3 separate regions of the Mus musculus genome follow, and regions 1 and 2 are each linked to region 3. A link is a contact called in public promoter capture Hi-C data. All regions are on one chromosome and are shown on one strand. The core of a region is the stretch at or near the end of the contact, and the rest is flanking DNA. Distances in the headings are between cores, read along the strand shown. Region 1 overlaps Dnm3 (dynamin 3). Region 2 overlaps Dnm3 (dynamin 3). Region 3 overlaps Dnm3 (dynamin 3).

Evidence for each region. Capture Hi-C pulls out chosen DNA fragments and counts their contacts.
Region 1: a contact with region 3 is called in a promoter capture Hi-C map of adipose tissue. The contact joins two enhancer-like sites. A contact is called at or near these places in 1 of 484 Hi-C or Micro-C datasets (uterus), 1 of 115 datasets of contacts at active chromatin or transcription factors (fibro-adipogenic progenitors) and 3 of 9 other capture datasets (adipose tissue, liver and pancreatic islet).
Region 2: a contact with region 3 is called in a promoter capture Hi-C map of adipose tissue. The contact joins two enhancer-like sites. A contact is called at or near these places in 5 of 484 Hi-C or Micro-C datasets (bone marrow-derived macrophages, cortical neurons, liver and 2 more), 4 of 115 datasets of contacts at active chromatin or transcription factors (the 230-238 cell line, fibro-adipogenic progenitors, heart atrium and 1 more) and 1 of 9 other capture datasets (adipose tissue).

What each region holds. Positions count from the first base shown.
Region 1 is chr1:162,131,727-162,135,467 of GRCm38.p6, reverse strand. It overlaps Dnm3 (dynamin 3), which reads left to right. Exons shown (of 21, transcript NM_001038619.2): 15 at 902-1,011. Among named protein-coding and RNA genes, the nearest start is that of Dnm3os, 84 kb to the left of the region's middle. Within about 2 kb of position 2,362, at least 65 of the 459 cell types and tissues checked have an H3K27ac peak or open chromatin away from gene starts, as enhancers often do. A contact at or near this core is called in adipose tissue and uterus, where this site is marked.
Region 2 is chr1:162,092,657-162,096,898 of GRCm38.p6, reverse strand. The region is part of intron 15 of Dnm3 (dynamin 3); the gene reads left to right. Among named protein-coding and RNA genes, the nearest start is that of 2810442N19Rik, 90 kb to the right of the region's middle. Within about 2 kb of position 2,563, at least 73 of the 459 cell types and tissues checked have an H3K27ac peak or open chromatin away from gene starts, as enhancers often do. A contact at or near this core is called in adipose tissue and heart atrium, where this site is marked.
Region 3 is chr1:162,297,460-162,301,196 of GRCm38.p6, reverse strand. All of the region lies in intron 10 of Dnm3 (dynamin 3), which reads left to right. Among named protein-coding and RNA genes, the nearest start is that of Mir214, 76 kb to the right of the region's middle. Within about 2 kb of position 1,451, at least 55 of the 459 cell types and tissues checked have an H3K27ac peak or open chromatin away from gene starts, as enhancers often do. A contact at or near this core is called in adipose tissue, heart atrium and uterus, where this site is marked.

The sequences.
Region 1 (3,741 bases), core at 1,113-3,612, 170 kb after region 3:
CTGGGCTCCCTGATCTGAGTATTTACCTCTTGCCTGTTATATAGGTTGATCGGCATTTATTCATTGTCCCTGGGCCAGCCGGCAAAAGTATTTCTAGTAACTCTTTGGTATTTGGTATGTTTTACCAACGTGGTTTGGTTACACTCACAAACCTTACCTTTCCAATATCCATATTCTTATCTGTTTTAAACCAACGTGGTTTGGTTACACTCACAAACCTTACCTTTTCAATATCCATAGACTTGTCTGTTTTAAAGGAGAAGTTATGTTAATTAATATCAATCTACTCCTAGCAGGTTTTTCTTCTCCAGTGAGCCAAAAAGCTTACTGGAGTGTTTAAGAGCTATGTAGAAAGATCCTTTTGTGAACCTATACTTTATCTTAGACCCAAATGAAGGGAAGGTTTTCTGTGTTTTATCTCAGTTTATGGGGTATTTCATACCAGGGTCCTTGTGCTTCCACACTCCCCTGCCAATGCTGGCTATCAAAACTGCTTAGGCTGCAAATAAAACGTGAAATGAAATCCATCTGGCATTTCTCATTGAATTAGGACCAGAACATTTTTGTTAAATATTAACAGATGGCTAAATTCTTAATATCAAACTAACATTTCAAAACATCTAAGGGGACCCACATGAGGGGGCAAGGAGAGAGGAGCATGTGTTTTCTCCATCTGAGTCTTTCCCGTACACTCCCCTCCCCCACCCCATGTGTTGAGAGTCCCTGTACTCTCCTGTCTCAGATAACTTGCATTCCTCAGAAACTGGGGTAAAACTAGTGTGTGACAGTATCGAGGTAAAGTAATCAAGTGTTATTAAGTGATAGCTGATTTGGATGGTGTGTTGGTTGCCATTGGTGTGATGTTCTATTAACATCCCCTCCTTTCACCTCTGTATCCCAGGAGAAAGAAAAGAAATATATGCTTCCCCTGGACAACCTGAAGGTCCGGGATGTGGAGAAGGGCTTCATGTCCAGCAAGCACGTCTTCGCACTCTTCAACACCGAGCAAAGGTAAGACAGTGCAGCAGCTTTTATGTTAAGAGGTTTCCTCAGACTTTTTTTTTTTTTTTTTTCCAATCGGGATTTCAGGTACCTCAGACTAGCCTGGAATTCATTCTATAGCCAAAGCTGGCCTTGAACTCTTAATCTGCCTACCTCTACCTCCCGAGTGTTGGTATTACAGGCAAGTGCCACTACACTGGCTTTCCTTAGACTTTGTTTTCTATTTTTAACATCCACCATGGGTTATGGCTTCAAAAGTCCCAAACACAAGAGGCAGAAAGATCGTCAAATCCTAGTTTATTTCCTGGTTTCTCAGCAGACACTAAAATCTTGCCAAATCTTTCTTAAAACTACATTTTACTACCTATGGTCCACCATATCAGGGTTTACACTTTACAAACTTACAAATCCTCACTTTTGGGGGTGGGGTTGGGGGGAAATAAACCAACCCCACAGAGGGTTAAAACGATGGAAGGCGTGGGTGACCATTTTGTAAGGTAGGAAGCACTTTCTCCAAGTTCTTTTGACTTTCTTAAGATCACACAGTTCAGACAGACCTCTCACCCTAGAGGTAGAGGGTGCATAGGAACTTTGACCTGCTCCCCTTCCTTGCATATTCCTCATGACACTTTTCTAATCTCTCCCATCATTGCTGCTGGAGAGCATCAGGACTTAAGTGCCTACCACTGACTATCACCAGGAGCTGTGGTTGTTCACTAAAATTAATCAGTGGAATTGAACAAATGATACATGGAATTGCACTAAAGTCAGACAAATAGAATGAAGGGGTTGTCTCCATTTTTCTTCAATTGGAAATGTTATAGGAAAAAAATCTAATTTGTGTAAATTAAGGAGAAGTGAGTCATTAGGTAGCAGGTCTAATTTTAACCCAGGTTCACAGGCTACATTGTATCTTGATTTAGCAATGAATGAAGAAGTTACTTGATTAGGTTCAGTGAGGAGCCCAGGGTCAATCAGACAGTTAATGAAAACAGCAAAAGCCTTCTTCCTACATTCCCAGTCAGTTGCTCAGAGTGACTCAGAATACAAAAATACTTGGAAAAACCACAAGAACAAGCCATTTAAAGAATCAAGGGGAAAGAAAATTAAATACCACTCTACAATAAAATATTGAAATGGAATTTCCCCCACTGTGGAGGACATGGTGTTATTTGAAAGTCCACTGTGCAGAAGAAAACAAAACAAAGCAAAATAGCAACAAACGCCAAATAGACAAACACCACTGAAAATGATAACGAATGAAAAGACTGGTCAGAGCAGTCACGATCCTCTGGGGCCGAGCTCAGTGCTCTTCTGGGCTCTTCTTGGGTCCTGAAGAATCTGATGATGGGGTGTGCTCTGTGGGAATTCTGTCATACCGGAAGTTCAATAAATGCTACCGCTCCGCCCACCCGCAAGGTTCAGTTGTTATTAAAGGGCTTCAAACAGGAAAAAAATAGAACCATGGGTATTAGAGAGTACAAGAGTCACCAAAGTAAGAATATTCTAGGTTTTGGAAAATCTAGATCTTCTGTCTTCTGGAAACCTTGAACTCTAAAACGATCGTGAGTTCTGTTACTTCTGCAGAGACCTCTGCCAGAACACAGACACGCCCAAACACTATATTTGCTGTCAGCTTTTGCTTTTAAATCTTAAGCCCTTTGAATGGTTTTTGTGCTGTCTGAGTCTGCCAGGACAGTGCCAATCATAAGCAGGCATTCTCATTCTGTTTCTGATTTCAAAGAGAATAATTTGAAAAGGTTTTTGAAAAACACTTGATATCCTTTAAGGAACAGAGCATTCTTCCTGTTCCTCGGTATAGAGGATTCAGTGTAAGCTTTCAAACCAAGGCAAATGGATCAATTTTAGCAATACCTTCATCTAGAAGACTATGTGACTTCCCTCCCTCCCCCTATAATCTGCTTGTGTGGTGAAACATGCTGTTAGGTTTTCTAATGGTGAGCCATCCTTGATCTTCTACATTCAAAGTGAAGCACATGTACCATGCACTCTTGCCTTAAAATGATGAGTGTTTTATTGAAGCTTTTGCAATTACATTCATAAGGAATACTGAGCAAGAAATATTCTTTGTGTGCCACCTCTGGTAGCTTTGGGCATCAAGGATCTTAGCCTCATACAATCATATGCCATTAAACCCTAATTGTTCTTTGTAATAATTTTGTTTAAAACTGGGATTAACCTGTAGATGGATGTTTGATGGAAGTCACTGCTAAAATCATCTAGATTTTACATCATCAGGATTTTAGGTGGGTTTTTAAAAATATGTTTATTAAGTCTTAGAGAATTTCATATCAGTGTTTGGTGTATTTTGATCATATTCCCCCTTTTTACCTCCCCCAACTCCTCCCAGATCCATCCGCTACCTCTCCACTTCCTACCAACATTGTATACTTAAAAAAAAAAAAAACCCACCAAGTTTAATTTAGTCTTCCCCTATTCAGATGGGTATGGGGTTATCCTCTGGAGCATAGTCAACCTACCAGATGTCACACTTATAAAAACACCTGGCTGTTCTTCCCCCAAGAAGCCATGAACTGTCAGTAGCTCCTCAGCTGGGGTGGGGGCTAAGGAGCCACCAACACCAAAAGTTGTTTTTGCCAAGTGGATGGTTAACTCTAACTTAATATGTTTATTGTACATTGTAGAGATATTCTATATTTTATATTTTATCTGGACCAGCTTAGGTCAATAACATGTTTTCTAGCAAATTCTCCAATC
Region 2 (4,242 bases), core at 1,314-3,813, 210 kb after region 3:
GCTGTAAATTTGTTATAAGTAGGGGAGTTCTGGGGAATAGAGGGGACAGAGACTGTGCTTTAAGATGGTTGTCTTTAAGGCATGTGAGCGTGTTATCCAAGTGATCAAGGAGTACAAAAAGGAAACTGTTCAGTGGAGATTATAGGGAGAAAGATAGTATGTGGCACTAGGCATGAGGAGAGAAGGTCCACTGAGCATAAGCTGATGGCTTGGCCATTTCATCATCTGAGCTCTCTCAAGAGGCAGACTCTGCAGCTGCGAATGAAAGTGATTGATGAATTTGTTGGAAAGAGTAGTGATCAGTTTCATCAATAGGTTATATGTTCCTCATAAAGCATGAAGTAAGGCAATCAACTAAGTATGAACAGTTAAAAGTTCCAGGTAGGAAAAGCTAGGAACTGATAATCATCTGGAACATGGAAAAGATTTAGTATAGAATTATGGTGAGATGGCTGCAAAGGGTGGTGCCAATTTGATAATTGAAAATACAAGTTTGGAGGGAGAACAACAGTACAATTCTGGTTTTTCGCTTGTACATTTAGCACCACGAATGCAGCAGTTAAAGGAAAATATTGTTTGTTTGATGTTTTATTAGAAAAACGATGAAAGGGAAGATGAGAGAGGGAGTTGAGGTCTACCAAGACTGGTGTATCAGGTGTGTGCAGAAACATGGTTATAAAGGGAGCAGTGATCATAGAAGCTTCTAGAATCAGTCATCAGCAAAAGCCCACAGTGAGTTCTCCAGGGTTTTTTTTTTTTTTAATTTTTTTTTCAAGGCAAGGTATCTCTATGTGGCCCTAGCTGTCCTGGGAATTACTCTGTAGACCAGGCTGGCCTTAAACCCAGAGATCTGCCTGCCTCTTCCCACTGAATGGCAGATTAACGGCATGCACCACCATTTCCCAGCCTGAGTTGTCCAGATTTTCAAAAGGGAAACAAAATTGAATTTCTCACTGGTGATTTCATTGGTATATAAATGTACTGTTATGTAAATATGTGCCTAAGTGATAAGCTCTGGATTTGGTGAGAAACCATGTTCCAAAAAAGAAGTGGAGGCAGGTGAATAGAGGAAGACACATGATGTGAACCTTTGGTCTCCACAGACAACATGAGCAAGTACACACACACACACACACACACACACACACACACACACACACACAAAGAGAGGGAGGGGAGGAAGGAACAGTGCAGGCCAGATTGTTAACCAATGTTCATGGCCCTAGCCATATTCTATCTATTGTATATTACTGTGTTTATCAAACCTGTATTAAGAAAAGCATACTGTCAAAAAAAATGGCAAAAAATGCATTGAACGCCTTCATTGTATATGTATGCTATTTCATAGAGAAGTTTGTGACAGTTACTCGAATCTCACGTGCAGAAAACCATATTAAAATGTAACATAGAACCAAAAATGCTACACTGTCTAGGAAATACATCTAAGAAATGTTTGAAGAAACTGACTAAAGAGTTGGCTTGGGCACTGAAAGGCTTGGGACACACAGACACAAACACACACACACACACACACTTTCTTGGCTTCCAAAGTTTGTGAGCTATGCTTATGAAGCCATGAATTCTTTCAGCCACAGTCTCACAGTGTAGCCCAGGCTGGCCTCAAACCCACAATCCTCCTGTCTCCATCTCCCATGTACTGATATTATAGATCTTTGGCTGCCATGCCCATCTTAAGTCAAGATTTTTAATAATAAATTAAACCTGTCTTAAATTCAGTAGTAAAGTCTACAGTTTATGAAATTATGCCATGTATGTCTTGTAAACTCTTAAGACTAAAAATTAATAAGCACGTGACAATATGGCCTGACTTTGCTAGAAGCCATGAATTGCCAGTTAGTCAGCTAGACAGCATGACTGACCTTTCAGAATCACAGATACTGGAAGGAATAGTTATGGCTGGTGGCAAAGAGGAAGCTGGGCTCATTCCTTTCTGTGTCAGGCTGTGCAGCCTGCCTAGGACCAACATGGTGCTGTGTGTTAAACTCTAGCGTTATCTGGAGACCTTGGGTCCCAGCAAAATCCCACTCCTAAAAGCATTTATGTTATCAAACACCCCGGAAATTATAAAAAGGAATCTGTTAAGAGATTATTTTGAAACACCGTTCTTAATTGTTTAATAGCTGGTGTCAGATGATTGAAGAGACATGGAAAAGAAATAAGGGAATTAAACTTTATATTTTTTAACAGCCAGGAGCTTTCTTTTGACATGTAAGAACATTTTTTTCACGTCTAATCAAAACATAAGCTCATCCTGCGGTCTTGTTCGCTTCAGCAGAGCACTTAAAAAGCCTTTTACCTAAGGGCTGAGCCTTTCCCTCCCTCGCTTTTCAGCACCCCAACCACTTTCTCAGTTCTTCGAGCTGTGGGACACATAACTTGGTTTCAGAGCAGAGTCATTCAGAAACTCATATCTGCATGATTGCAGCCGAAATAGACTAAACAAAAAAATGCACTCGGTACAAATTGCTGTGGGTTATCTATACAGCTACAGCATGTGGTGAGAACCTGGAAGCTTCCTGGACAGAATTTATGAGCCTTCCAGTAAATCAGGCCAGCTCAGTGTTTCAGACCTGTGTCCAACTCGCCTTGGCTGTCTAGACACGGCCTAGGACGAGGCTTTAGAACCGGGTAGAGACAAAGCTGCCAAAGCCACCAGAAGCCTTTGACCTTCTTCTAATGTTTCAACCAGATAATTATTTTCCCTCTCAAGAATTTGGCTGTCCTTTAAGGGGAAAAAAAATAAGATTTTCCGTGTGAAGAACCCCTGAAAGAAAATACCCTGGAGAAAGGTCAGTGTGGTGGAGCCAAAGCTGGATTCCTCAGAGCCTCACAGAGAATGTGGAAAGTCTGTGTGGACTGTGCGTCTCCTGCCTTCCAACTGGCCAAGGGTTCTCCAGACAACAGTCTCCAGCTTTGCCCACCCCACACCTTTGCATCTCAAAGGAGCCTTGGCTGAGTGTTGGAAAGAGCTCCAAAGGGAAGCCTACTTAGTAAAGTTGGAGAAACAGTAGAGGCTTCATTAGATCCTTTAAAAGCAATGTATTGTTTTATTCTCATTAAATAAACTATCCCCCTTTCTGCCCAGGAGCAAAGGTGTAGCCTTTATAATTTTCCCAGAGTGAACTTTTTTCCTTGGACATGGACAGTATATTTCCTTGAGCTGCATCCCAGCTTCTCTGAAATTCCCCACCCTACTTCTTGTGGCTTATCTTTTTAATGTTTATATTCTGTGTTTTCTATAAAAATCAAGATCTGGTCAAAAATTAAAAAAAAAAAAAACAACCAAAAACCGTACATGATTTTAAACATGACCAAGTCTGCTCCACTGTGTTTTCATCCATTAATGTATTTCTTCACCCATGCAGCTGCTGTAGAGAGGTCATATGCTGAGGGCTGGGGGAGGTTCTGGGTGTACTGGTTAGCTGGCCTGTGATTCAGGGAAAGTCCCACAGCTCTCTCTGAGTCTATTTCCTCATCTATGAAAACAGCTTTTTGACCCAATTTTCAGAGTAGCCTTAGAGATCTAGTGGGATGGCCCCTCTCGTAAGATGGTTAAAGAGAGAGAGACAGAGACAGAGAGACAGAGACAGAGACAGAGAGAGGAGAGGGAGAGGGAGAGAGAGGGAGAGGGAGAGAGAGAGAGAGAGCTTTTTCTTTGGCTTTGCTCCATCAATTGCTGTACCTCAATAGCCAAAAACACCAGAGATGTCTGTCAACTGCTTGTAAAACTCATAAACTGAACTGAATTAAATACATATCAATGACCCCTGCATGCTAGCATGAATAACCTAAAGAAGCCCCTATGGCCTGGCTTACCACTGCATCTGGGAAACAGCAGGTGTTGTGCCCTCTGGAATCTAGACGTCTAGCTGTGTTGTAAAGAAATGAGTCCAAGAGAAAATGTTCCAAATGGGGAAATCCTGACAATAAATATTTCCTCAAGATGAATACAAAGTTCCTCCCCAAAACACTGCTTAAGTGGAAAAATAAAAAACAACAAAACAAAACAAAACAAAACAAAACTCAGAAGTAAAAATAAAGTCAAATGTTTAAAAGACGGCAGCTGTACTTAAATAATCTAGGTCAACAGACACTTAGGCAACTCCGCCAATGCCCTGCAGTGAAGAGGCAGCTTTGAAATACTTCGATAAGTCAGAGGGTTTTTTAATTTTATCGTTTTATTTCATGTGTATGGGCCTACATGGATGCCTGTGTACCATT
Region 3 (3,737 bases), core at 202-2,701:
TTGAGGTAGTTGCAAAGATCCAACCTTTACTTGCCTCAGGTCTGTGTTCAAAGGCCTGCCTTATTAACAGAGTATCTTGGATTTTCTATCTATAATTTCACAGTCTCTCCAACCCCAGACACTCAGGAGACTCCCCCAGTCTTCATGTTACCCCACTCCTTTTCTTTGTGGCATACATGCCTGTGTGAATTACACCCCGTATGTCTCTTGTTGTTGGGCAACGAAGGGACCCTGAGAATATAAGCTCTGATGGTGGGGGCTTGATTTATTGAGCTCAGTTCTATTTCCAATCCCAATACTGTCGCTTTCCCCCAGTAGTAGTTTCCAATGCATATATGGAAGGATATTGAAATCACATCTTGTTGATGTAGCAAGTGACAGTCAACATATGGCAGAAGTAGGGCAGAAGGAAAAAGCCACAAAACATGGAGTAGGTTGAGTGCGACCTATGTCTGCTCTGGTAAAAGACTTGAGTCTCCATTTCTCTGCCTCCCGCTGAGTACTGTTTGAAGCTTTTATTGGATGCTGTAGGAAATCTAGGCCCATGCTTAGCTCTTCCTCCTATCTTCTGTTTTTCCTCCTTTCCTACTTAAATGCTCATTAACGTGTCTACCAAACATAAACCCAGGATGACAGAGGAGAAGAAAACCCGATTAAGACCTTCAGGTACTGTTTTGACACAGTGTCAACGCACTCTGGCCTGTTTGGGTGTCTTCTGCATTCCTTATGAGACCAAGCGCGCCTTTACCGACAGCCTTTCGGCTTTCTTCCATCTGAGGTTGGCCCCTGAAATTTCAATTCCTTAGCATTTGCCGGGTAACACGAAAGTTCTCTTAATTTCTCTGTTTAAAAGTTTTTCCATCATGTGCCTCATCATTTCTCCCCCCAGTCGCAGAAAGTATTTGAGGTTTAGAATTTGAGATTTGGAATTTGCCCACTTGGAGGAGAGCAGCTGACACACTTCTCGCTTGGCTCGGAACTTACTCTATCCAAGTTAGCCAGGAGCTGGCTCCATTTGTAAAACAGAAAGTACTTCTGTGCCACGAGGAGGAGCCTCACCATTTCCCGACAGCTCTGGACTGGAATTGCTCCTCACTTCCAATCCTTTGAGAACGTGGGTGAACACAGCTCCTCTCTCTGCACAACACTTTCTTTCTCATCTCTTGAATAAGCCGAGCAAGATACCACACACGCGTAAAGGGTTGCTAGGGACCTTTGAGGGTGACTCACTTAATTCATAGAAAATGAAGTAGATTTTAAATGTTCTCATGAGCAATGCAATCGTAACTGATGGTTAATTTATAATGTGCCCAGTGTCTGAAGGTTTATAGCTTTTAGATTAAAAATAAAACCTCTCTAGTCAGCAAGACTCACAAAGTCAGGTCTAATAGACACAAGGGACTGTTCTGGTTCTGGCTGGTTTTCTCTGTGATCCCGGTACAGGTTCAGGAATGGTGGTCATTACCCAACAAGCTGAGTTTTTGCTTAAGGCAGCAGACGAGTTATTCTTAAGGCCTTAGAATCCTTGGCTGGCTTATGCATAACCCAGGAGAAACTGAACAGCCTGCCTCCTGTGATCCAATCAATTAATGTTTAGTAGGTTTTATAAGTGTGTAATTTTTGTTTTATTGGATAGAAATACCTTTCAAGTGTTTCTTTTACCTCCAGAGAAAAATGTGGTTCATACTAAAATTTTTATATAGAAGTTCCCCCAAATAATTATACACAAACCTAAATAACACTTAAACTATTGGGCATAATTAAGATGTAGTTTTGTACCTTTTCATTATAATGGCACTTTCTCTCAAAATTTTTCTCAAATTAAAATTTTCTCAGAGCCAAACATTCAAGAGTTGGATTCTAAGAAAAAGATAAGTTGTGTTATTTCTTTATTGAATCTTTATTATTTAAGAGTGTCAAGTGATTTAAGCAAGAAGTAATTTGCCATTTAATCAATGTACAGTGTGATTAGAAGTTTCAGCCTCATTATGAGGGCATTAAATTGGGAGGCAAACTTAGGGAAGGTTTAACTATTGGTTTTTGTGTGTTTTCTCTTTGCTTTTTGAGAACATTTCCCTTGTGTGACTATGTAATTATGTAGTGAACCAGCTACTCCAGATGGTAAGATTCAATATCAGGTGCTCTGACACATAGGGAACACAGGGCCAGTGGATAGCAGTTGCCTAGTGAGTGACTGATATGATATAAATCAAGAAATATACCATTTCTTCCTTCCCTGATTCCTTATGAATAATTTATAGAATATAAGTAATTAATGGGGAATATAAGGTCTAAATATAGTGCTTTTTAGATCAACATTACTTAGGCAGACATGATTAGAATTCTTTGCAATGTAAGCTTTTAATTGAACAACTTGAGAGTCATAATGATTTAAATGACTGTAGAAATTGTAATTGCACCTTAAACAAGAGATATGGCAGTGAGGCGGACAAAGAGCTGGCAATCAGGACAGAGTATGTTTGAGAGCGGGAAGTGAGGGCCGCACAAACACCCAGCAATTCCTACTGAATGAGCTGATGAGCCAAGGAGTCAGAACCCAATCAGAAATCATTCTGAATGTCAGAGGACTTTGATGCCCCCTCTCCTGTGTGCATCATAAAAACTGAGCACCACATGTGTAAACCCACAATGGAAATTCAACATTTTGGCATATTACACCCTCAGAATCCTTTGCAGATCAAGCACATAGCTAATATGATTATTTCATTGATGCCTTTCAGTGATTTTCAAGGCTAGTGTTGCCTGGTGTTGTCTCTAGTCCTCCATCCTTCCCCATCCCCATGTGAAGTCAGGGCTTTTTTTTTTTCTTTTTAGTTTTTTTATTTTGTTTCCTTATAATTTAGTATATGTGCTTTTGTGTCAGTTGTTGGTACAAAACTACAAGCTGCTTTCATGATAAAATTGAGCTCGGTGGGTAGCAAGCTTAGAAAGCACAAATTACATACATGCACACATGCATTCATGCACAGATATACATATGCACATGAACACAAGACCCTTCTCTTTCTTCTCTCCTCAGTCTCCACCACTCTCCTTCATTCCCTCTCAAACTGATGGCTTCTTTTTCTTTAATTATAAGTCTCATAAAAGATACTCTGCGGCATTCTCAAAGTGTCCGAGGGTTATCTGGCTGGTAGACTCTCTGGTAGAACGTTTCTGAAATGGGAAATTTATTTGTATCTTGCCAATGATCCATGAAGTAAGATTTCGAAAGAATGTACATCTCAAGATTCAGATAAGAATGAATTAGCCGGGCATGGTGGCACACGCCTTTAATCCCAGCACTTAGGAGGCAGAGGCAGGCGGATTTCGAGGCCAGCCTGGTCTACAGAGTGAGTTCCAGGACAGCCAGGGCTACACAGAGTAACCTTGTCTTGAAACAAACAAACAAAAAACAAACAAACAAACACAAAACAAAACAAAACAAAAAAAGAAAAGAAGAGAAAAGAAAAGAGTGAATTAATACTTCTCTGTCTCTCTCTCTGTCTCTCTCGCTGTTCATGTATATATGGTATGTATTTGTGGAGAGATCAGAGGACAGCCTCAGATATTGCCCACCTTACTTTTTGAGTCATGTAGTGTGCCCTTGCTGGCCAGTGAGCCCCAGAGCCCCTCCTTTCTCAGCTTTCCCAGGAAAGAGATAACAGACATGTGTGGCCATACACGGATTTCCTTACACGTTTCTGAGACATCAGACTTGGTCTCCACGCTTGTAC